Linked DNA regions of Gossypium hirsutum: region 2 is linked to region 1. The links are chromatin contacts, called in public Hi-C maps. All regions are on one chromosome and are shown on one strand. The core of a region is the stretch at or near the end of the contact, and the rest is flanking DNA. Distances in the headings are between cores, read along the strand shown. Region 1 holds the start of LOC107924146. Region 2 holds the start of LOC121227824 (putative 1-phosphatidylinositol-3-phosphate 5-kinase FAB1C).

The links. Hi-C and Micro-C count contacts between places; a contact is called where the count stands out from the background.
Region 2: a Hi-C map of hypocotyl shows a contact between it and region 1, with 2.7 times the contacts expected there. The contact joins the promoter of LOC121227824 here to the promoter of LOC107924146 in region 1. A contact is called at or near these places in 8 of 34 Hi-C or Micro-C datasets (anther, callus, hypocotyl and 1 more).

Annotation. Positions count from the first base shown.
Region 1 is chrA01:92,771,269-92,773,910 of Gossypium_hirsutum_v2.1, forward strand. LOC107924146 reads right to left here and starts at 1,346. Exons shown (of 2, transcript XM_016854458.2): 1 at 1,095-1,346. The coding sequence starts at 1,295.
Region 2 is chrA01:92,957,722-92,960,363 of Gossypium_hirsutum_v2.1, forward strand. LOC121227824 (putative 1-phosphatidylinositol-3-phosphate 5-kinase FAB1C) reads left to right here and starts at 1,323. Exons shown (of 11, transcript XM_041110631.1): 1 at 1,323-2,642.

The DNA.
Region 1 (2,642 bases), core at 96-2,595:
GAAAAGAAAATTATAGAAGAAAAGAAAGACTCTTTATCAAATTGGCCACTCACTTATATTAAAGAAACATGAAAGCATACTAATATTAGTCCCCCTTTTCCATATTCACAGGCATAATAAGCTAGCTCACACAATTTCTTCAGATGAAAATTAAAAAGAAAGATGAAAATAGGAATAATGATGGAATGTTACTCAGTGAGCACTGAGCAAAGGTTCAAACAAGAAATCAGAACACAGAGCCAACCTAAACTGTAGTTTCCAGCATCATACAGGCTCACCTTCAATACGATATATCCAGGTAACACCATCTTCTGTGCATCATATACCTAAACAAAGCAGCTATGAACTCCTAATTTGTAATCCACCTAAACTAATTACTAATATTCATACTTCTTTGAAGAAGTTCGGCTAATTTTATTCATTTACAATATGGTAAGCCATATTTGACAAAAGCCCTCTTGGTTATTAGAGACATTCATCATCTTTTTTTTTTTTAAATAAGTGGGGGAAGCAGGTGTTATCAGGGTTTGAACATTGAACTAGGTGTCAACTAAAGACTTGATATCAATGCAATTCCTTTCCCACTACATCAGTGGCTTAGTTGATGGAAATTTATTCTCTTTTAAGCTACATGTAACATACAACAGCAAGATTCAAAGCAATTATGAGAATGGCAGGCAGGTGGATAGAAGCTACAGTCAACAAGAGATTAACATTAAATTCTTGTTCATTGATGACGATGCATTCCTAAATCCTAATTTCCAAGGATTATACAAACTAAGATGAAAAGAAATGATTAACTGGTCATAAACCCAATATATTAATTATCAAATCAGTATCCAGATTACCTAACAGATTAACTTATCATTTTGCACTTATTTTTAGCTCAAAATTCTTGTTTTTTTCATTGTTCCACACCAAATGTTAATCCTTAGCAAATGAATAAACTCTGATATCACAATCTTCGGTTCATAACTTAATTAAGAAACAAATAAATATACCAAAGTGTATTCTACCCAAAACCCATCAATGATCACATGTTCTATCCATCTAATAACTTGATGAAGTAGTAACTAAAGAAGCAAGCAATTAACCTGAAGAGGAACTGTAGCTGTGTTTATCTTTGTAGCGATCATAACTGATGCTTTCATGGGTAATAACTGTCCTTTGTCTACTGAAGTGGTAAGTGGGCTTTTCATCATCTTCAAGTTAGAGGATGCCATCTGTGTCTGGTATGTGTTACCGGCGGAAGAGCTTAGTGTCACTTTCAGCTTACGATCTATAGAGTCTATCATTGAATCGGTGAGTTTAGTAGGTGAGGCCACGGTGGGCTTTTGTTAGAAACAAACATGGGCCGGACAGGCTTGACGATCGAAACTGCAAATAGACAAAATTGGATTATTTTTGTAGAGCTGTCCAACGATGGGGTATAGTGATGGCAAAATAGTCCCGAGCTTAAAAGCTTGCCGGTAGTGATTCGAATTAGAGAAATTTCAAGCCCATCATAAATCCAAATTTGAAAAAGTCTAAGCTTGGCAAAATCTAAGCTCGAGAAAGCTCGAGCTCGTAACAGATCTATGTTAGAAACCGACTTAGCCTAAGCTCGAGATAAATCCAATCAAAGTCCGAATTTAGAATTGAACAACCATAACAACTATTAATAATTAATATATTTTTTATATTACCTGAAATAAAAATAAGATATAAATAAATGATAAATTTTTATTTTTTTGAAAATGTATTTATAAGTATTGCATATTTATATTAAAATTTTATTAATAGGAAAAGTAATTAATAATAATTTTTATGATAAATTAGAAAGTGAAATAAATTTCAAAAATATTAATTTAATATAAAATATTTTTAATACTATAATTATAAATGTATAATAAATATATAAAATTATTAATTATTAAAATCTATAAAATTAAACTTTAATGATAATATAATAAATTATATTGCTAATATACAAAATAATAATAGAATATATACTGCTAATAATATTATAATATGTAACTATTATTAATACATAATATAATAATTTATTATAATTTATTAGTATTACTAATACTTAAAATAATATAATGTATATAAATATTTTAAGTTTTAAGTCTAAATTCAAAAAATTAAGTCTTATTTGGGAACGACGTACCTATAATTAGGTTTTCTCTGTTTTCTTTGTCTACCAACTCATAGGTTTGGGGTTTTTTCAATTAGCATTCAATTTTTAAGGTTTCAATCAGGGATAGGAATTGTAAGCGTGAAGAGCCGACTAAAGGCATAAAGGCTGATCTAGCAAATCTAAACTTGGTCTATCTAGAGGACGATCCTATTGCGGGGTAAGAGGAGAACGATGTAGGAGAAGATGGTTTCATATTCTGTCTAGTGGGTAGGGTGTTAACAAACAGTTGTGTCCACTTTGCCCATTTAAGAGACGTGTTTTCGGAGTTGTGGCATCCGATTGAGGGGGTAACCATATCAGAGATTGAGGAGAAGCGAATCATATTCAGATTCTTTAATGAGGTTGATTTAAAGAGGATGTTAGATGGTATCCTTTGGTTCTTTAATCGTCATCTCTTAATATTTCATAAATTAAAGAGGGGAGGATCTGTTACAAGTTTCCCTTCATTATACGAATTTTT
Region 2 (2,642 bases), core at 73-2,572, 190 kb after region 1:
ATTTTATCGTATGTATGTGTACATGCGAGTTATAATAATATAAAAATGATAAAAAAATATTGTAGCATGATAATGTGTAGCAAAAAAAAATAATGAATTATTGATTGAATATTAGTTTAATTAGTATGAATATTGTTGTTAATGTAAGAGAACGTAAGTTCGAATATGTTAAAGCATATTATCATCTTTTTTATTAGTTAGAGAAGAAGAATGAGTAATTTTAAATATTTCAAAAAAAAAAAAAAGCCGAGAGAGTGGCAACACACAAATATGCACAAATAATGCTTTACCAAACCCGCCTTACCTGTAAAATTTGGTCATGAGACATGCCTTACTACACTACCTCTATATAGAGATCTGTTAAATTAAAAAATAAATTTAAACATAAGAATTGAATCATTAATAATTTATCTAATTAAAACAAGACTCATGGTGAAATTAATACTGCCAATTAAAAACCATGAAACCATGTCTTTCCGTCCATTAACAGCCACCCGTAATTAAATATTTAATCAAATACTTATTTATTATGTCTGCATTCAATTTAATTCATTAAATGCTATGTTAAAGTTGAATTCGACTCCCTAATTCAGATTACTTTGATTTTTTTTATTTCTTTTTTATGATTTAAGATAAAATATATCAAATAATTTTTTTTTACAACTAGATCGTGAATTTTATTATATAATAAGTTAAATATGTAATTATTATATTTCGATAAAATTTGAGATTTAATTTTTATATTTAAAAATTAATTTTTATTTTTTTATTTAAAAATCTAATAGTAAGTATTTCTGTTAAAATTTAATATTTTAGAAGTTTGATTAAGTTATATGACATGTTAAATTAAAAATTTTGAGCAAAAATTAATAATTAGATTGAAAATTTTAAATAAAAAAATAAATATGAATAAAATCTTAAATTTTATACAAATACAGCCACTAACAACCCATATGATGTTATGAAAAGCGTTGCTAATATTTTAAGTTAAATTAAAAAATGGATGAAGAAGTTTGATGTAATAAAACGCATGGTTTTTAAGTGTATTTATGTTAACAATATTCTAATAGTGTAAATAAAAAAAGAACTAAAATTTATTTTTCATGTCGATAACAGTTTGTAGTTAAAAAATAAAAAATAAACAATTTGTATAAAAATATGTTTATATTTAAATAGTTCGTTATGTTATTTTTATATTTATTAATTAAAATAAATATAAGGGTATAAGAAAAAATAAAAATAAAAATTGGTACAAAAAAGAATAAATCATTGATGACCCAATCAGATTGATCTCTCAACAAAACCCTAGTTAAAACAAAGAAGGAAAGAATTAAAAAAGGAAAGAGAAATATTATTATAGTATAGAGAGAGAGCGAGGGGGGGGGGGGAAGTTGAAGGATAGGGGGAAATGAAAGAGGAGAGAAAAGGTGATAAAATAATAATAAGGAAAAGAAAAGGGGGAAGGAAAATAATAAGAAAAGGGAAAGAAAGAGTATAGTTGAGGAAGAAAAGGAAATAATAAGAAAAGGGAACCTTCTCTGCACTTCTTCTTTTCCTCTTTTTTCTTCCTATTTTGCCTCCTAATCTTCTCTCTTCTCTTTTACTTTTAATTTCTCTTTCAATCACTAAGCTAGCTTTCTTTCATTATTTTTTTTCCCTTTCCTTGCCTTGTTTTACTGCTAAATTTCATCTTCTAGTGTTTGAACTTTAGTTCTCTTTATGTTTCTTCTGAAAAACTAAAACCCATCATAAGTCACTGTGATTTTGGTGCTTGACTTGATCTATGGATGCATAAATCTGGGATTGGTTAAGCTCTGAACTTTCCTTTTTCTTTTTTTTTTCATTTCGGGTCAATTTTCTGCGGGATTTTTGAATTTTAGGGTTTATGTTGTAGTTGAATTCGTGTTTGAATTTGTTGGGTTGTTGTTGTTGTGATTTTTTTATGTGTAAATGTTGTTATTCTGTGATTTGTGATGTAGTGAAAAAGAAAAGTTGTGGGGAAGATCGATTTAAGTTTCTTCCTTGGAGTATTTTTATTCCATTTTCTTAAATTGACACCTTTGAGAAAAGAAAAAAAAAATTGAAGGGGTCAAAATAAATCAATTTTAAGCTCATAAAAAATACTTACCCTGAAAAATAATTAAAACTCACCCTGAAAAATAATTAAAACTCACCATTTTTATTGTGGGTTTTCTTATATTTTTAATATTTCCATATTAAACTGCTGATTATTATTATTTTCTTAAATACTGATTTTTAGAAGGAGGACTAGGAGAAAGAGCGTAGTTTCTTATTGTGTGGGGGTTGTTTGGGATTCTTCTGGGAGTACCTGATAGTTCACTATTAGATCTAATAGATAAAGCTAGGTCTTGGATTTCATTGGGAGCTAGTGATCTTTCCGGTTTCACTGGTGAAGAATTTCTGATGCTAAAAAACGGTGTTTGCCAAAAAATGTGTTGCTCTGAATGTTATACGAAGTTTGCTGATGAATTATCTCATAGATACCCCTGCCAAAGCTGTGGTCGCTGGTTATGTTCTAAATGTGTTGAAAGATATGAATCCCATGTTGTTGATGATGTATATCAATCAGATAATGCAAAAAGTAATGATTTTTCAAAGATGATGAGTGTTAAATGTTGCAA